4 separate regions of the Mus musculus genome follow, and all the other regions are linked to region 1. Evidence: chromatin contacts called from public HiChIP or PLAC-seq, Micro-C and promoter capture Hi-C data. All regions are on one chromosome and are shown on one strand. The core of a region is the stretch at or near the end of the contact, and the rest is flanking DNA. Distances in the headings are between cores, read along the strand shown.

Region 1 (4,719 bases), core at 240-2,739:
TTTGGTAGAACCCGTAATTTCGTTGGGTTTTTTTTTTTCTTCAATTTTTTTCGTTTTATTTCCATTAATCACGTGGGCTGATTGAGCAGCCTGCTCAGATTTGGGAAAGGTGTGAGCGTTTGTGTGAGCGCGCTTGCTTCGGCGGCTCCAGAAGTAGAAGGAAGGAGACAGGCGAAAGCAGGATCGTTTCGCGAAGTGGGGCGGGAGTAGAGAATTAAAACTTTATTTTCCAGCAGAGCCACGGTGAAGGGCTTAGGCGACCAGGCCGGGTCGGGGCCACAGGGCTAGCGGAGGGCCCCCGGGGCGGCGCGGCCCGGGGCGGAGGGTCCCTCGCGGTAGCCGCGCGCCTCTCGGCCCAGCCTCGGCGTCTCGGGAAGCAGCATGGCGACCCGCCGCCGCCACCGCCACCGCCGCCGCGCCACCCGGCTCACGCCCCACTTTCAAATCAAAATGGCTCAAGCCCCAGGCCTTGGGCGGGAGGCGGGAGCCCCTTCCTCCCACGTCCTGCCTCAGGGCTTAGTCCCTAGTTAAAGCGGGAAGAGCTGAGGTGCGCGAACCCCCATCCTGGAAAGGCCCGGGACGGAGGGCAGGGGCTTTGGGGGTGCTCTAGCGCATGGGGGGCTGACTAGGGGCGGGGGGGAATCGGGGAAACCACGCCTATACCCGAACCCCAGTGTTCGTGAGACACCCCCACCCCCACCCCCACCAGTTGCCAACCGGGGCTCCCGCCCCGTCGGTGGGGAGGGGTGTAGGGAGCCGCCACGAGCGCCTCGGGCTGGGGGAAGGGGTGAGGAAATCCCGAATATCTCCGCGCCGGGAGAAGGCGTCGAGGGAGGCCGGGCGAGGCTGGGGACCGAAGACGGAGGCCGAGCCCTCCCGGACCCGGGAAGAGTTGGCCGGCAAGGAAAAGAGGAGCTGCAGGTCCCCGTTGTTCCGGGATTTCGTGTGTGTGTGTGTGTGTGTGTGTGTGTGTGTGTTTTCCGGGGAGGTGGCCGCGCTCTTACCCGAGAAAGTTTCGATGGCCTTCATCGCCCAGTGCTCGTCGGGGCAATCCACGAAGGCGTAGCCGGATTTGACCAAGAACTGGCCGCTGTAGGAGATCTTGTGCTCCGCGAATACTTTCTCCAAGTCTGCGGGGGTCACACTCTCGTTGAGGTTGCCGATGTAAAGCTTGTTCATGGTGGCGGTGGCGGGGCAAGGACACGGTTCCAGGCAAGGCCGAGCCGGGCGGGCGCGGGCGGAGAGCCTCCTAGGCCGAGAGGCGTGGAGACGGGCGGCGGGAGCCGCAAACTTTCTACGCACCCCACCCCTGAAGTTGTCCGGAGCTCCGGGCGGGTGGGCGGCCTGAGGGCACGCGGGGGTCACGGGAGAGTTTGGGTGAGCCCGGGAGAAGTGCCCGCCGAGTGCAGGGGAGGCTGACGACGACGCGGCGCGGCTCCTTCCCTTCGGTCCGAAACCCCTGCGAGCGGGCTGGTGTGTCACGTTTCTCCGCGGCCGCCCTGGCGCCGCCTCTAAATAAAATCGACTTGAAAAAAAAAAAAAAATGGAGCAGGAAAAAAAAAAAAGGCGAAGCCACGTGGTGACAGCCCCCACCCACCCTGCAGGGAAAGACCCCCGACGCCACCGGGCCCCTTGGCCCTCCAACCCGGACCAACCCAACAGTCTCCAATCTTGGGGGCGGCACTCAGCGCACCCCACGGGTAAACCAGGAAAGTGGAAGCAGAGTTCCCCCCCCAGCTCTCCTATCCCCCTCCCCCTTTGCAAGAACCTGGCCCCTAAAGCGGCGCCCCGCCCCCACAGCGACCTGCACGGGGGGGGGGGGTGGCGGGGGGAGGGCGGTGGCGACCCAAATCCCCCCAGTTCTTAGGAATAAAATGTACGGTAATTTTTTTATTCGTTTTGTGGAGACTGGGCTGCCCACCCCACCCCGGCAAACTGCTAGCGACTGACAGGCGGGGGACTGCCGAGACAGACAAAGAGAAGCTGAGGACTCTGGGGTCTTCAGGAGGGGGTCGCAGGAACCGGTTATTTAAAAGGAAAGACGCCTTTCCTCTACGTTTCTAAGTAGGGGGTCACTGTCTTTCCCGCTACACCGCTAGACTTCGCTGGCCTCCCGGGTCCTGATTCAGGGGACCCTGAGAGCGCGGGATCGGGAAGCTGCGGACACGGGACACGAGAGACAGCGCCTGAAAACGAGGGACCCGCAGGAAATCATGTTTCGGGATCCCCACTGGAGAAAAGCTGGCTTGCACCCAGTCCAGCTGCTGGATGACAACACTCCAGCATCCTTGGGGGAAAGCCTGCACGACCCGGCTCGAGAGCATCCTCGAAGATCAACTGGGTGGGGGAAAAACGACGAGGGGTGGTCGCACCACCGATCGACCCCGAACCGGAGGGGTTGGCTTCAGAAGGGAGGGACCGGGTTGAGCTCCGAGGTCCCCCTCGCCCTCCCCACGCAAGGAGCGGACAGGTGGCGTCGCCCGCCTGCGTCCGCTCTACCCGCGATGCACTGAGCGATGGTCCATGCGCAGGCTGTGGGTCTCAGAACTTAGTTTTGGGGTGCTGGATTTTGGAAGGCCGCCGGGGGAGGGGGTGCAGAGGCCCCGCCCACGTCCCCAGGTCAGCCCGGGGCGGGGAGGGGGTAATTTCCGCTCCGCGCTTGAGGAAGCGAGCAGCGGGGGAGGGGGCTGCGGCCCTCCCCCCTCCCCGTGGGGAGGGGGAAGTGGATCCGCCCAGGTCCCTTCCCTCCGCTAGGACCGACGCGTTCCGGATCCTCAGGCTCCGGGAGCCCGAGGGAAAGACCGGACTGGGCGAGGGGCGACACGTGGGCGGTCGCACCCCGTCTGTGAGGTGGGGGAGGGGGCCGCGCGCTGGGAGTCCCGGACGCGCAGCGGAGCGCGGGACGCGTTGCACACTCAGTACCGGGATCCCCGGCTCTACGCGGGGGACACCCGAGGTTCCAGCGGCTGAGGCTGGATCGACGCCAGAGGGAGGTGGAGAGCGAGGCACGGAGACCCTGGAGAAGCCCCCTGCCTGGCCACCGCGGAGAAGGGGCCGGCGACAACACCCCTAGAAAAAGGGATGGTCCTTGAGCCGCTCGAGTCTGCAAGTGGGAGGAGGGTTGTCGGGGCACGCGTTTGAGAGGGCAGGTGAGGAAGGGGGTCACTCTCCCCTTCCCCCGTCCCGATCCCATTGTCTCAGTCGCCTGCGGCCCGGGCCGCCTCCGTAACACGTGTTGACTGCACCGATATAAATGGCTTGGATTTTTTTATTGTTATTTTTTTCGTTTGCAGAGTCTATAAGCCAGTTCCGACTTCGGCTCACCGCCCATCTGCCGGATGATTCCCTACCATTCGGAAAGTCGGGAGTTAAAACACAACACCCAGCACCTTTGTCCCCCTCCTCGTTTTCCCGGAGAGCCGGGAAGAAATGGGGCGGGGGAGGGCTTCCAACTCGGCTTTTGAGTCTCCCTCCACCACCTTCAGAACCCACTCTCGAATCAGCGTTTTGTTCTAGCCAGCCACGTGTTTGTCGGGTTTTTTGTTTTTGTGACATTTTTCTTCCCATGAAGCAACAGGAATCTAAGTATTACAAGCTATTAGTTGCTTAATAGGAAAAAAAAAATGTTTTCTGTCCAGGAAGATGTGAAATGTCTGTGTCTCTGTCCCCACACGCCCTCCCCGACATTCCCCCAGCCCCCACTAACTTGGTGTTTTGTCAGCTCTTGATCACAGCGAAGTTCTTAACAAACTAAGCCAATGAGCTGGAAACAGTGCCTGCCGCATAGTAGACACTCACAGAAAATATTTTTGAATGCAAAACAAACTTAAGAGAAAAGGAATTCAAGAAAATTAAAAGTCCGGTAGGGAGGGACTTTTCTTAGTGATGTGTGGATTTTTGTTAGGGCTAAAAGATGGTCTTAGAAGCTGTCTGTTACAGTCTTTGGGTCTTCATAAATAGTAACTGTCTCCAAATCTTTTATGTTGGGGGGCAAGGAAGAAACTACCTTGGCAGAACATCCCAGCTCCCAAAAACTTTAGGTGCTGTTTGCTTCGTTTACTTTAAATCTTTAGGGGTTGATAAAAACATCAGATAATCCCCCTGGGTAACCTAACCAGTATTCTCTTTATTGCTAAAACAAAAGCAGCTTAACCCTCAAAAAAAAAAAAAAAAAACCTCCTACCCAGACTTGTAAACTGCAAAACATAGTGCATCCTTTACCATCCTAAAGCTCAAAAAAAAAAAGCAAAACTTACAAATAGCAATGTAATTCAATTCACTTTTAAGTTGACTCCCTTTCCATTTGAGAAATAATTTAAAGTTAGCTGGAAGTAATCAGTTTTTTTTTAAATGGCAATGTAAGGGAAACAGATTTCAGAACAGAATACTTACACAGTCTATTTTTTAAATCTTTTAAAATTATTTCATTAACAAAGTGCCAATTATTTCTATTCACACTGATTCTTTTTAGAGTTAGCTGTTTCACTAAATTCTAATCCTCTCTCCACCCTCCCCCTCCCTCCCCCCCTCCCCCAATACAGGGCTTCTGTGTTGATAGTCAGGAACTGCAAACGTTTGTTAAGGACACAAGAGTAGATAGAGGCTGCTGGGGTGAGGTGCAGTTTTGAAACCTCCACATGAGTTTTGCCTCAGTGACATGACTCTGTAGACTGGAGCTGGGGGAACTACATGGTATAACCTGATGCTTTATTCTGCTAT
Region 2 (4,790 bases), core at 540-3,039, 930 kb before region 1:
AGCAGGACAGAGGCAAAGACTGACGTTGAGTTGGACTTTGAACATTCCAAACTTCCTCAAGTTTCTACAGGCCCCAGTCAGAGCAGGGAGAGGTTTCAACACTTTTTACCTTGACTGTGTCTTCTGATTTAGGAACTGTCAGAGGCCGGGCAGGAGTAAATGCCTGGCAGACCACCCAGCTCAAAAAGGTAGGAGGGGCTTATATGATGGATCATCACTGTCCCTCCTGGGCAGTTTCACCACCTCTGGTCACCCTCTTCCCTCAGCTAGCCAACCTAAGCACACAGAACCTATGCAGAGAAACCTCAGACACCTGGACATGACCCGTTGGGCATGAGTGTGCTCAGGGAGGGGCAGGTGGCTGGATGCAATCTCCTCCCCTCCTCCACTCTGCTGGGCTCTTCCCGCTTCTTGCAGCTGTTGCAAAGAGCAGAAGAAAAGAGAAAACACCATTCCCCTCTTCAAACCAAAACAAACACACTCAGGGCTGCTGATTCAACATGAATCTGTGGAATGCAGGGAGATGTCTGGTGGGAGTACCCCCACTGCTTCCGGGTGGGCTCTGGCCTCAGAGTAGAAGACAGCGCCTCCTCTGTCTTCTACTGTCCGTTCCTCTAGGGGCAAGAGGAAGTCTCTGGACAGCTCCGAATGCCCAGCCTCTTCATCACCTCACTCTGCAATGCCAAGCCCTTGAGAAGTGTGGTCCAGCCTGGTTCTGCAGAGGGCGTGGCTGCTCTGGCCACAGGCTAAATGAGAGGGCTAATAGGGATTTGAACGCATATATTCTCGGTTCTCTTCAAGGAGGAGGGGAAGAGCGATGTAATAGGTGTTTAATATACAGAGTTCTCCTAGCCCGGGAAAGAAGCTAATGTTAGGTACTGGATTCTCAGGGTGCTGGGCAACAAAGACCCTACTTCCGAAGATGTCTGAAATGTGGAGCGGTCGCGTCTAGACAGGTTCTGGCCAGGTCAGCACTTGCCATGATTACTGCCCCCCTCCCCCCACCCCCTTCCTCCACTTGCCGCCAAGCCCCACAATCGGAGAACTGCCGTCTTACCCGCCCTCTTAATCCTGGCTCACAAGGAAAGGCCAGCAGCAGCAGGCCTGGAAGTCAGCGGGCCCAGGGCTCCAGTTTAGCTTAGGTCAGGTATCCGCGCACATACCCCTCTCTCTGCACCCCACCTCACCGCCGCCAGGCTGACTTACAGGTAGCGCTGTTGTCGCTCAGTCTGCCGATGGAGGGCGACCGAGTAGCCGAAGAGGCTACCGGGGTTCACCGCCTCCTTCACCACCAGGAATCGGGTGTCCAGGTTGAAGGCGAAGGCGACCCGGCCGCAAGCCGCCACCATCAAGGCCAGAGCGCGGAGCAGCCAGCCAGGGGCGCGGGGCACGCGGCAGGGGCCGGGGCCCATGGCTGCGGGCCGGGCCGTAAGGGGCCGGGCGAAATCGCTAGAGGGCTCAGCACCGGGAGTGATGAACGGTTCACCTGCTCCAGGCGCCACCAGAGGACACCCGAGCCCGCAGAGCCGCTGCACCGGTAGTCAGGCAATTTTTTACCCTAGTCCGGGTCACTTTCACGTCTGCTCCGGGTGCTTTTCCAATCCGTTTTCCAGATCCGTGGATCTACTCTCACGTTGGTTCGGTGGACGGGTCACCGTTCCGAGCTCCGAGCACCCCACACCCTAGATGGTCCCGGCCGCGCCCCCTTGGAGGTGTTAGCTCTTTGGACCTCGGCTAGGTGGAGGATTTAGAACGGCAAGCCCTCGATCACCAGGAGGGCAGGAGGGAGGGATCCTCCCCAGCGCGCCCCGCCTCCCCACCGCCCAGCCCCGCACCTCCCCACCTTGCGCGCCCAGTCCGGGCTCCGCTTTCCTTCCGGGGAAAGAGAAAAGGTCCCCGCTCGGCCGCCGCCTCTTAAAGGGGCAGCGCCGCCCCTCCCTCTCCATCTCTCCTATCGCGACTCCGCCCTCTCTCTCAGACACCTGTCGGGAACCCTTAAAGCCCGGATTTCCCCTTCCAGCGGAGAGCTTCTTCCTAGGAGCGTCGCCTTCGGTACAAGACGGATTGGACGGGCGGGGCCAGAGGTGGATTTGCTTGGCGCTTGCGGCGGCTGCTACTGGAAAGGCCGTTCAAGGCACCGCCAGCACCGCGATCCCCGCTGGACAAACCAGGCGTTGGCTCTTCGGAGAACGGTCGACTGTGTTCGGCTGCCTGGAATGCGGACCTCCGCAGTGATGTGAGTCCCTAAGAGGTGACTGCGGGTCTCCGGACTTAACTTCTTCGTGCTAAGTACACTCAATGTTATGTATGAAGGAGTATTTCTCCTGCCCACCCGCCTCCTCTCATCCTGTTCCCTGCTGGAAGCGGCTCCTCCGCAAAGCCAGACAGATATTTAGTGGTGGTGATGACAACCCATCAGAAATAATAATTAGCAAAGGGCAGCCTTTGTCTCGAAGCAGTGAATGGGACCTCAGCCCCCACAGGTGTGATGCTGGGTGGAGACAGGTGGGCTTGACTCAAAGATCTCACTATCCGAGGAAGAATTAGGGAACTCCAAGAGTGTATGGAATGTTGTTTTGGTCTAACTCAGATTTCCCCTAATGCAGAACAAGACTCATTTTCCCTGAGCATCGTTTTCTACATGTTTTTATAATTAAATAAGAACAGCACATGCAGCAGGCACTATGCTAACTGCTTTACAAATACTACTTTTTCAAGGCAATATACATGTATACAAGTATATATGTGTATACACACACATCTACACAACCACCAGTCTAAGGAAAAGGGAAAGCAGAAAATGAGCCCATCCAATGGGATTCTGCTCCGGTGTTTGAGGAACCAGCTCATTCTGTGTCTGATTCCCTATCTAGACATTGTGACCTTAGAAGGTACAATCATTTCCTCACAGCTGATCTTATCTCTTACACTCAAAGGTGCAGCCCTTAGAGACCAGGATGTCCTTTTGCTCATGACAATTACTGACAGTTTGTCGTTGCCACCACTATGTAAACCCAGGTCTGTACCTGTCTCTCTATTTACATATGGGAGCAGAGCTGTCTCTTCATCAGACACAGCCCTGGAGGGACCAGGGGGAGCAAGCAGCTTTCCCTGCATAAAGTAAGTTTGAGATCTTTGCAGCCCCATGTGGCCACATTGATGCAGGAGCAGCCCAGATGAGCCTGGAGTTAAATAGAAAGATGAGAAAGCAGAGGTGAGCCACCGGAAGGCGCGGGTCTACGATTATGAAATCCTTACACCAGTCATCAGGGAATTAGCTCTGCTTTTAAGATGAGAACACCAAGGCTCAAGGAAGTTACGCTATTCGGCTAAAGCCACAAAGCTAAGATTCTAATAGTGCGGTATCTAACCCCAGAACCCTTCTTAACCATTATGCTAATGATTAACCCTTAGGACAAATCAGATTTTGTTGAGACTTGGTGTGACCGGAGCCTCTCCTATGGGAGTGTCCTCTTCCATTACTTTCTACTTCCCTTTTGGCCTGGCAAATTCTAGATGCCCCGCCTAACTGGTTAAAATGGTAACTGCTAAACAATCTATCTTCCTTTAGCTTTGCAAATACCAGAAGATCTGATGACCTTTCTAGCCTTGTTCCTCTGTCTTTGCGTACAAACCAATGCATATTTACTACCCGGCTGTTTAGCTCCCGATAAGAAGCTTGTCTGCTTTAGGAATGGAACCGGTCCCAAGAGATAAAGTAGATTGTAGTGTTCTGGGCAGAGGGGGGAAAACAACAAACATACCAAAACCCCCAGAGATGTAAGCCATAGGCAGCAAAGACCACTCCCTCAGCCTATAGAACATGCTTCAGTCTGCATATGGAAGTCAGGACAACCTCATGGGCTAGGTGATTCTTCCACTTTTACATGCTTTCTGAGGTCAAACTCAGGTCATCAGCCTTGTACAGCAAGCACTTTATATGCTGAGGCATCTTGCCAGCCTGGTATGACTTCTGCCATGTAGCTCAGGCCAGCCTCAGAATATTGGCTACTGAGGAGCGAGCATCCTTAACCAGGTAAAGTTAGGAGCGTGGCTTTAGGATCTGCCCAGACTCCCACCTTGCTCCCATCCCCCAGCTACGGGCCTAGGCTGAGCAGTTTCCTGTCTTCTCCATGGGGAAAGTGGGGGTTAACGTGCAGGCCTCTGAAGCTTGGCGTCGTCACATCTTACAAATCATTTAATGTCCAGACTCGCGTCATCTTTCTGGGTGCCCTCTGAAAGTCAGGACTGCCGACCTTGTTTGCCTCGTGAGGGAGCAGCACTTCAGGAGTATACCTGGATGTCCAAAGTCACACAGCTCATGGGAAGGGAGTAAGGCACAGCAGGGACTGTACCCACTGACCACAGCTGTGTCTTTAAGAGACAAACTCCAGGCAGATGTTGTTCAGACAGTCAGACATACCTAAACAAGAGCAGCTGCGATAACAGTTTTCTCTGTGGCATTTGAGAGCAGACGCTTGTCCCTGGCTGCCCTTGGAACACTATTAGTCTGAGCTATGACTTCCAGGGCCACTCAGTGTCTCTCATGGTTTGACTTGTGGGCTAGAGCTACCAAAGACATCTGGGGTCAAGGAACAGGAAGCTAGATGGAAGTTGAGCCATTGCGTTTGCCCTTCTGGATAGCTCCCTTGGTTCTTGGCCCTATTCCTAGAGGAGTGTTGATAGCCAGAGCCAGGAGGGCCAGGGTGGGCACTTGGTATAGGCAAGGTTCTGGCCCAAAATAGCTTTGAGTCATGTGATGATGACAGATGGGCTCCACGCCAGGCCTT
Region 3 (5,017 bases), core at 2,272-4,771, 590 kb before region 1:
TCTTTGTTTTTGTTCTTTTGTTTTGTTTTTTTCTTGTTTGTGATCTTACATCTGTGTCCTCGAATGTGTCACCTGTCTTTTTTGGGGAGCTGGACATTGTCAGGACACAGGACTGTATTCCCTACTGGTCTTCCCGTCTGTCTATCCATCTCTACAAAGGCATCTCTACAAAGACTCAAATATGGCAGATACCGGGCTTGGGCAGGATGGTGGATGGGTGGGATACAAAGCTGTCATTGAACCAACTGAAGAACTCTATAAAGGCAAGAGACTTAACTCCTTAAAGTGCTTACATCTAAAACAGTAGTTCATATTTCTCTTCAGGCTAGCCTGCCTCTACCTCCCCTATGGTGGTGGTGGGGGGGGCGGGGCGGGGCGGGAATCTGCCTTTGCTTATTGAACTGTTCAAGATCCATGCTGGCAAAATAAATAAACAACAGACATCTCAGGGTCTTTGGGGACAGATCCCTTGCCCAGACCTGGCTCATGACAGCCAATGAACATTTTGTCGTTTGTGTTTTGGATTAAGAAAATGAGTTCTGCATGTTTCCTAGTATCACAAGGAGCACTGAATTGAATTGGTGCCATTGTAAGCTTGATTGTTGTTGCATAGATAAAAGCCTCATTAAGTCCCTCACGAGGAGAGGAAAATTTTATTTTGAGGAGCAACGAGGGCTTCTTTGCTTGTTGTGGTTACAACAACAAAACATTAAATGGAGGAAATAATTAAATAACTGAACTTTTTTTTTCTTTACCCAAACCTTGTCAAGAGGCTGGGTGAGTTTTTAATTAGTGCTGCATTTTCAATAAATCCAGATCAGTACGTGGTACCGATTCTTTCCTGGATAAGGGAAAGATAATAATGAGAATCTTATTTTTCAGTCCCACACTAAAGGGATGCCTGGTATATTTAATCATGCTGTAGAAATCCTGGCAGCCTTCTCTGAGCCTGGCCTCTGCTCTAATTACATTTCTAGATTTTAGTAAATTGAAAGGGAAAATGTAGGAACAAAATAATTAAAACCGAAGAGGAAGTGCATATTAAAAAGGAGAAGCTGTTTAAAATTCTTACACGTAGTGCTTCCAAGGACATCCACAATCGCTTAATCAGCTCCACACCAAATCAAAGCCCTTTGTGCAGAGGCTGGAGGGATCATATCTCAGGTGGGCGGTGTGGTCCTCGCAGTAAAATGGGAGCCTCATTGCACAGAGCTACAGATGGCAATAGAACCTCTTATAGCCTTCCAGATCACTGGGGATTCAGACTGGGGTCTGGACAAGCTGCTGGCACATATTCCATACCCGGAGGAGCCCTCTCCCTCTCCCATATCCTGGGTAGAGTCTGGCTAAACTGTAAGGATTAGTCTCAATTGTAAGGAAGCTGAAACAGATGTCCAGATGTGTCTATTCTCCATAACCAACTCTTTCTGCACCTCTTCCCCATGCTCCTTTCTCAAGAGCCTCTCTCTCTCTCTCTCTCCCCCCCCCCCCCTCTCTCTGCTTCTCTGTGAAATCCTAAGTCAAGAGACTAGGTAACTAAACAGCCACGGTGTCACCAAGGGCTAGTGATTTGTAACTGGTTACTGAGTTACCCACGGGACAGCCATAATTTTTACAAGGAGCCAACACCTCTCTGGCTTCAGCTCAAGAGAGGAGGGTTTGTTGATAGTGACAGTAAATGAAATCTAATTGAAAAGTTTCAAGAATCTGCCTCAGGTGTCAAGAGCTCTTTCTGCTTTAGAGCCAAGCACACGGACCACATCAGTAGAGAATCTGGGCTCTCCAGTTCGTAAATAAACCATTTTGGTTGGGCAGAGTGGAACACCCTTTCAGTCTTAGTACTCAGAAGGTAGAGGCATAAGATCAGGAGCTCAAAGCCAGCCTCTGTTACGTAGTGAGCTGTGTGTGTGTGTGTGTGGGGGGGGGGGGGGGTCAGCCTGGACTGTGTGAGATCATCTCAAAACCCCAAACCCTCAAAATAAAGCAGAGAAAAAAAAAACCAATAAGAGCAATTTCATCTAGAATCTAGGTTGTGTAAGGCCCCAAGGGTTTGGAAGGTTTTGCTTATAATTCCTAGGATATTTCATATGGGGATTACGGGGTCTGCTTCTATACTTGAAAGTGGAAAGCCTCCCGGCACTGTCGGGGTTCTTTCCAAACCCAGTGGCTTGGTTCCTGGGCTGCCAGCCTTCCCTGCTGAACAGGCTCACCAGCCACTGGGTGCCAAGGAGCATGTGGCAAGAGATAGGAGCAGAGTCTCCTGGAGACTGTCCCAAGGCCTGGAAAGCAGTAGGGTGCCAGGAAGCAGCTCTCAATTAGGCTGCAACCCTGTTACCTCATGACCCACAGGGTCACTGGGTTGATCTCTCAGAGCTAGGTGTGTGCTTGATATGTGTATGCAAGAGGCAGTCTGCTTTTGCTTTTGAGAGCTTGATTCAGTAATAAAATATTTTCTTTTAAGTTTAAGGTAATCGAAGAATGTAACACAAAGATGACTGTTTTCTTCCAGGGCCAAGATGCTCTGAGACAATTCTACCCAACTCCAGAATCACTTTTGGTCCATGGGAGCTAAGACATGAGACAGACTGGGGACCCGGATGGCTTAGCCAAGGAATTGTCACAGAATCAGCTTCCTCTCCATTGGGTCTCTCTCTCTCTCTCTCTCTCTCTCTCTCTCTCTCTCTCTCTCTCTCACACACACACACACACACACACACACCCCTTCTGCCTTTCCCAGAAAGAACAGCTCTTTGGTTATTGTTGTCAAATGCTAATTTATTTAGTTTTCAAGACGCGGTATCACCTTGTAATTCTAGCTGACTGTGAACTCAGTAAGTAGACCAAGCTGGCCTTAAATTCACAGAGCTTCTCCTGCCTCTGCCTCCCGAGTTCTGGGGTTAAAGGTGTGCCTCACAGTACTCTAGCAAAGTACCTTATAAATGTTAGCATTTGCAGGCTAGGCTTATTGGACATGGATCTCTATGAATTTAAGGCCAGCCTGTCAACAAAGAGAGTGCTAGGTCAACCAATCCTATAGAGCAAGACCCTATTTCAAAAAATAAAACAAACTAAAACACATGTTAAAAGTTCTTTAAAAAGTATTTTAGCTGAGAGTTGCCTAAAAAAGAAAGTAAGAGCTAAGTCATCGGTAATCCACAAACTGCACAACTAGGTTTCAGTTGCGAAATGCCTGTTGCTGCTCCACCCACCCGGTCCCTGGATCTCAGCTTCCTTCCTCCATTCTGGCCTCGCACCTCAGCGCGAACTTCTGCGCGCTGCACGCGACCCCCTCCGAGTTCCCGCCTCTTTCCACTCTGGCTCCGCCTTCCGCCCAAATTCCCGGGCCCTGGCACCACCTCGCGACGCTTGCGCACTAGGGAAGGTAGGCGGAGTCTTAAAAGAGGAGGAGCTGGAGAGTCTTGAGCGGGACGGGGTGGGGCGGGGCAGGACGGGGCGGGGCGAGGCGGGGTGGGGCGGGGCGGGAAGCTGGGGGGAGGAGGCCGCGCGGGGTGGGGCCCGGCGGGTACGCGCTCGCTGCGTCGACGTGCTGACGACAGGACGCCCAGGCCGGTGTGTGTCGGTGTGTATGTGTGTGTGTGTGTGTGTGTATGTGTGTGTGTGTGTGTGTGTGTGGTGTGTGTGTGTGTGGTGTGTGTGTGTGTGTGGTGTGTGTGTGTGTATGTGTGTATGTGTGTGTGTGTATGTGTGTGTATGTGTTTGTATGTGTGTGCGCGCTCCAAGAGTGTATTTGTGTATCGGCGGTCCCGCAGGTCCCGGATGTTGCGGGCAGTATGAGGCGAGCGCAGGGGGACAGGGACCAGCAGCTGTCGCCGCCGTTCTCAGGTGAGTGTGTGTATGTGTGTGTCAAGAGTCGAAGAAGGGGTTGGCCTGTTGGGGTGCGGGGTTTTTCCTTGAGAAGTGACTAAACCCTCCCCCACAACACACACTTTTCCTAATGTACTATTCTCTGCCCCATTTCCTATGTTGGTTTCCTGGCCCGAGGAAGCCAGAGCCTAGTCAGCCGTCCGTTCTTCCTACCTCAAGCATTCTGGAAACACAAACGCGCCCCCTGCCTCCTGCCTCCCTCACCATCATATCCCCAACCCCATCCCCCTTGCCAAATAGTGAGCTGTCGCCTGCGGCGAGATGGGGAACTGCGCATGCTCGAATGTGAAGGAGCTCCGGGTGCCTGGTCGCTGCTTCAGGACGCATGCGCATTGCTGTTTTGCAGGGACCTGCGGGATAAAGAGCCCCTTGACCACGAGCCCGCCTTCTTCGCTAGACTTGCCACCCAATAGTGAGCTTGTCGCTCCGATCCGAGAGGGAGAATTTAAATTATGCGAGGGATTTAAGGACAAAGCACTATTTGCATCTGGTGTTGCCCTAGAGACTCCCAGGCTACCAACGCCTCCTAGAGCCAACGTGTCCCACGCTGACCCTTCTTTTTGAAACTTAACTGCTACTTCTACTTCTAGTATTACTTCCCTTTCCACCACTCCCGTCGTCATGCTGAAACCTTACTACAAACTTCCCCTAAGTTTAGGAGTAAGTCCAACTCGTTATTCTGGCAGGGGATTTTGATAGTCTTGTTAAAAAGGATTTGTTAAAAGGTCCATTAAAAAAGAAACTAAGGTGGGAATTTCTCTTTAGTAAAATTCTGAGTTGCCTTTACAGAGTAGCTAAGGAAGGGATAAGTGCCACACACAGACTTGAGGTAACAACAAAACAGAAATCAAGCTGTCAATCAGTAGCTTCATTTCAGCCCTTTTACTTAGTGGGACCTTTTTGGTTCATTGTGTGTGTGTGTGTAAGTTCTTCCATAGCGTTTCAGTTTAGTTATACATTTAGTTGTACAGTTTAGTTGTACATTCTGTGACAATATGGAAACAGGGGTAATCAGAAACAATTGAACAACTTGTCCAGAAGTATTAGTTTCAAATAATTTGAGCACTAATTCTTTCATATTGGCAAGTTCCAAAAAATTAAAATGAGGAACTTTACAAAAATATTCCAGTGA
Region 4 (4,962 bases), core at 1,534-4,033, 870 kb after region 1:
GGGCCACAGAGTCACTGCTACACTTGGCTTTCTGAGGTGGGTTCTAAGACTCCGTCCTCAAATCCTCAGGCTTACACCGCAGTTACTTTACCTACTGAGTCACTGCCCTGGCCTTAACAGCCTTGTTCCTTAATACGGAAGCTAGAGTGGCGGTGCATTTGGGATCAAAGGTTCAATTTCGATGCTGCTGCTGTTTCTCCTCCTCCTCCTCCTCCTCTCCCTCCTCCTCCTCTCCCTCCTCCCTCCCTCCTTCTCTTCTCCCTCCTTTTCCTTCTCCTCCTCCTCCCTCTAGAAAACACAACATGGTGGCTGACACTGGTGCAGCAGGAGGGTCTGGAAGACATCAGGGGTAGGTGGGGGCAGGATTAGGAGGCTTCCATAGTGGTCTTAGGGACAGAAGTGTGGTGGAGGCCACAGGGCTCCTGGTGGTAAAGCTGAATTAGTGGATCCCTGTCACCAAGCTGGGCCACCTGGTAAAGGGCATAAAGATCAAGTCCTTGGAGATCTACCTGTTCTCCCTGCCCATTAAGGAGTTTGAGATCATTAACTTTTTCCTGGGTGCGTCCCTAAAGGATGAGGTTCTGAAAACCATGCCAGTGCAGACACAGACTCGGGTGGACAGCGAGCAGGTTCAAGGCTTTCGTCACTGCTGGGGACGACAGTGGTCACGTTGGTCTTCGTGTTAAGTGCTCCAAGGAGGTTGCCACTGCCATTCAAGGGGCCATCACCTTGGCCAAGCTTTCCATCGCCCCTGTGTGGAGACTGGCAAGCCCCACACTGTTCCATGCAAGGTGACAGGCTGCTGTGGCTCTGTGCTGGTGCGCCTCATCCCTGCCCCAGAGGCAGGCACTGTTTCTGCCTCTGTGCCCAAGAAGCTCCTGATGGTGTTGACAGTATTGTTGACTGCTGCACTTCAGCCGGGGGGCAGCAACTTTGCCAAGGCCACCTTTTGATGCCATTTCCAAGACTACAGCTACCTGACTCCCAACCTCTGGAAAGAGACTCTGACCACCACGCCTCCTTATCAAGAATTCACTGATCATCTTGTGAAAACCCACACCAGAGTCTCTGTTCAGAGGACCCAAGCTCCAGCTGAGGCTACCACATAAGGGTTTTTATACAAGAAAAACGAAGTCTGTTTTGTTGTTTTGCTTTTTAAAGTTCAATGTCATCTTCAACTACAAATAGAGTTTTAGACAAACCCAGGCTTTGTGTGACCTTGCCTCAAAAAAGCAAACGATGATGATGATGATGGTGATGGTGGTGATGGTGATGATGGTGGTAATGATGATGGTGGTGATGGTGATGATGGTGGTGATAATTATGATGATTAGGATAATGGTAATGATCGATGGTAATAGAGATGATGATGATGGTGGTGATGATGATGATGGTGATAACAGTGACAAAATAATGACCAAGTGCTTTTTTCCTGCCATTTTCTCAAACAAAGGAAAATATATACATAAAGAGGGGGAAAAAATCCCACAAAGTCCTAATAAGACCTATTTACAACAGCATGATTTACAGTTTGTATTTGTCATGCTCCACGGATGGATTCTATCTCCTTTACCGTGTAACTTTCTTTACCACTCCCACCTCCCATCTCCGTGAGATAGACAGATGTCCTCATCCAAGCTTGACAGGTAGGAAAACTGAGTCTGTTCCCTGCTCCTGGGACCAGAAACAATGGGGCAGGAATCCAGGCGTGGGCTTCCTCGTGAAGAAGGTGTGCCTTTAACTAGGCCACTACCCTGACCCCACTGGGCCCACCCTTCCTATTGTTCCCTGGTGCACTCAGACTGTTCCTAGGGCCAGCAAGACCTGCCTATTCTGGGTGTCAAAATGGTTGGGATTAGGATAACGTTAGGAGGTGTGAGCAGAAGAAGACAGTGGGAAACCAGCTGAGCAGAAATTTTGGTGGGGCAGTATTGACGAGATCAGGCGCGTTCAGGGTGGTGGTGGGGTGGCAGTATTGAAATCAGCCCAAAGGTGCATATGTGCGGTGGTTCACACCTCTAATCAAGGCAGGAGGGTTGCTGTAAATCCAAGGCCAACCTGACTTGCAAACCTGAGAACACAAACTTCAGCTGCAGACTGAGATCCTAACAATTAATTCGTTAATAATCAATCGGAGAATATAAGAATCCTAAAAACTGGGCTGGTGAGATGGCTTAGCGGTTAAGAGCACTGACTGCTCTTCCAGAGGTCTTGAGTTCAAATCCCAGCAACCACATGGTGGCTCACAACCATCTGTAATGGGATCTGATGCCCTCTTCTGGTATGTGTCTGAAGACAGCTGCAGTGTACTATATAAATAACAAACAAATAAATAAATCTTAAAAAAAAAAATCCTAAAAATCCTTGCAGACCACCACTCTCACCCTGCCTGGGAGGATCAGGATTCAGGACCCCTGCTTATGAGATGAAGAGCGAACAATTGTTTGCTGGGCTGGAGAGCCGCGCTGAAAGGCTAGCCTGGGCATCCTAGTTTCCAGAGCCTGTAGGTGATCCACCTCATCCTGCAAACTAAGACAAAGGGGAAATAAATCAAGTGTGGATCTTTAACTCCAGATCCCTCTTGGCTGGGGGTGGGGGCGTCTGGAGTCTCCCTTAAGCTCTGTGTAAATAAACTGAGGGGGAGGCTCAGGAGCAGTGGCTGGGAGAGACAAAGGGGCCGAGAAGAAAAGATTAGCAGGGAGAGAGCGGGGGTTTGCGCTGAGTACTGGGACAGGCAGCCCCTGCAGCAGCCGCAGGGAGGAGGAAGTCTCCGGGCAAATGGTCTTAAGGGATCTATTTGTAGGAGCGGAGGCCCAGAGCCCAGAGACCGCCTGTGTCTGTGTGCAAGCTGCTTAGGAGCTCTGGGTCACAAGAGAAGTGAATCAGGGCTCTCCCGGATGGCAGTGTTTTCTCCTCCTCTTCCTGACTCTCCTCCTTCCACTCTCCTTAAACCCACTGAAGCCCTGCGGCAGTTGGGATGGACAGACACTGGAGACTGATCCGTGTACAAGGGAAATGGGGGGGCCCTTGAAACGGTAGAACTTGAGAGGGGTCCCCGTGTACAGGGCAAATAAGGGCAGCCTGAAAACAGCTGAATCTGGGGAGATAGAACTGCGGGGTGAGAGAGCAAGGGGGTTCTGGAAACTGCCGAATCCGAAGAGGCCAATTTGTGTACCAGGAAAAATATAGGGGAACCTGGAAACCGCAGAATCTGGGGAGACAGTTCGTGTACAGGGGGTGGGAGGTGGAGAGAGAGAGAGTGTGAGAGAGAAGCCTGAAAACAGTCGAATCTGGGGAGATGGGTGGATTCCTGTGCAGGAGGAACTGGGGGAGACTAGAAACAGCGCAATCTGGGGAGATGCGTCAGTATACAGTAGAAACTGGTGTGGCTTGGAAGTGGACTCTCCCGGGATGACACTCGGTGTGATTGTAGTGCGTGTGTGTGTGTGTGTGTGTGTGTGTGTGTGTGTGTGTGTGTGTGTGTTGAGAGCCTGGGGTGCAGAGACAGAAGCAGGTACTGGAGTGGAGTCACAGGGGAGGAAGGGCTTTGTGGAAATGCCCCTGCTTGTTAGTTTTGAGGTAGACCCCTTCACATCTGCTTCCTGCAGACAGGCCAGGTCGGGGAGAAGCTTTCCAAAAAGGAACCAAGGTTTTGCAGCACTGGAAGACAAGAGCTTTTTGTGGGCAGTTGCTGCCCTGGTTCTGAAATAAGCAGGGGCTGTAATTCCCTAAGGGAGCCAGCAAAGGAGCTGAGAAAGCCGGTGGGGGTTGGTGGTGAGGAGGAGGAGGGAGCCCTCTCCCCAACCCTTCTCTGATGGGGACAGGCCTCTTTCTGCTTGTCCAGTGACCGGCCTGACCTCTCCCCCTCAGTGGTTCCCTTCTGACTGACAGACAGACAAAGACAGAGCTGCAGACAATCGACTGAAGAAGGCCCCACAAAAAGGCCCCCTTCCCACTCACCAACCCCTGGGGAGAGGCCCCAGGCCATCTAGGGCTAGAGCTGTCACTCTGGTGGAGATGTCTTCAGGTGACAGGCCTTCAGGGGACAGGGGTGACTAGGAGCTTAGAAAGGTCTGAGATGTTTGAGATTCTGAGTGTGCCTCTTGGAAACCAGGACTTTCCGGGGCGGGCTGGCGGGCGAGTGAGCCAGCGGCCTCCACGGGAAGAAAGAGGGCCTGGTCCAGCGGCTGTCCCTGTCCGTCAGAGCAGTAACAGCCAGGCAGACCTTATACTGTTTGCTAGCTGTGGGGTCTGAGGCCAGCTAGAATCTCTCTCTGGGTCTCTGCTTCTCATCTATAACATGAAGGACCATTCTAGATCTCGAAGGACCCTTGGGGTCTAATATGAGGATTTTTAGCAGACTCTGGGGAGCAGGCAAGCATTGGGAGGAGGCTGGCTTTGAGCACACAGTGGGAGCTTTAAAAGCACCAATGTTTTCCTGCATCAATAATCCACTAGAACATACACGTTTCTGCTTTAAATCACCCCAAGTGACCTTTCTCTTTAAGCAAAACTATTTTTCCTCCTTCAACCACCTTGGGCTTCCTGGTTTGCGATTTAGGAAGAGATGTGAGGTCTGCTCTTGGAATCTCTCCTCCTTGCTGGTTTTTACATTCTCAGTTCTCTCTCTCTCTCTCTCTCTCTCTCTCTCTCTCTCTCTCTCGCTCTCAGGCCCCTTGGGGCTGTCTTGCCCATGGCTTCTGTTTTTTTTTTTTTTACCCCCCACCCATCCATGTCTCCTGAAACTTTTTTACCCCATGTCTCCTGAAACCAGGAATGTTTGAAAAGAAGAGTTATGTCTGAGGTCTTGCAGCTAAACCTCAGAGTCTCAAGGAGAGGACCGTCCTTCCCAATAGAAAGACTTCTAGGCACCTCAAATCCCTAAACATTGTTGGTCCTTATCCCTATCAAGCTTGGAATGGTTTGGGGGGGGCAGTACGTGCAAAAGAACCAGCTGGGGGT

The links. Promoter capture Hi-C pulls out the DNA fragments that hold promoters and counts their contacts. Hi-C and Micro-C count contacts between places; a contact is called where the count stands out from the background. HiChIP or PLAC-seq counts read pairs in DNA pulled down with a chosen protein or histone mark.
Region 2: a contact with region 1 is called in a promoter capture Hi-C map of liver, with 2.7 times the contacts expected there. The contact joins the promoter of Itga3 here to the promoter of Igf2bp1 in region 1. A contact is called at or near these places in 3 of 39 promoter capture datasets (hippocampal neurons, liver and pre-B cells) and 1 of 115 datasets of contacts at active chromatin or transcription factors (pancreatic cancer cells).
Region 3: a contact with region 1 is called in a Micro-C map of embryonic stem cells, with 4 times the contacts expected there. The contact joins the promoter of Spop here to the promoter of Igf2bp1 in region 1. A contact is called at or near these places in 1 of 484 Hi-C or Micro-C datasets (embryonic stem cells) and 1 of 115 datasets of contacts at active chromatin or transcription factors (pancreatic cancer cells).
Region 4: an H3K4me3 HiChIP or PLAC-seq map of embryonic forebrain shows a contact between it and region 1, with 4 times the contacts expected there. The contact joins the enhancer-like site here to the promoter of Igf2bp1 in region 1. A contact is called at or near these places in 8 of 115 datasets of contacts at active chromatin or transcription factors (embryonic forebrain, embryonic hindbrain, embryonic limb bud and 5 more) and 1 of 9 other capture datasets (embryonic tail).

What each region holds. Positions count from the first base shown.
Region 1 is chr11:96,004,455-96,009,173 of GRCm38.p6, forward strand. Igf2bp1 (insulin-like growth factor 2 mRNA binding protein 1) reads right to left here and starts at 1,490. Exons shown (of 15, transcript NM_009951.4): 1 at 1,005-1,490. The coding sequence starts at 1,179.
Region 2 is chr11:95,074,925-95,079,714 of GRCm38.p6, forward strand. Itga3 (integrin alpha 3) reads right to left here and starts at 1,790. Exons shown (of 26, transcript NM_013565.3): 1 at 1,207-1,790. The coding sequence starts at 1,412.
Region 3 is chr11:95,410,562-95,415,578 of GRCm38.p6, forward strand. It overlaps Spop (speckle-type BTB/POZ protein), which reads left to right and starts at 3,522. Exons shown (of 10, transcript NM_001359107.1): 1 at 3,522-3,843.
Region 4 is chr11:96,869,893-96,874,854 of GRCm38.p6, forward strand. Gm11523 (a long non-coding RNA gene) reads right to left here. Exons shown (of 4, transcript XR_880183.2): 2 at 3,961-4,962. It also overlaps the pseudogene Gm11524. Among named protein-coding and RNA genes, the nearest start is that of Gm11523, 8.2 kb to the right of the region's middle. RefSeq lists an enhancer at 2,364-4,562. Within about 2 kb of position 2,784, at least 80 of the 459 cell types and tissues checked have an H3K27ac peak or open chromatin away from gene starts, as enhancers often do. A contact at or near this core is called in embryonic forebrain, embryonic tail and forebrain, where this site is marked.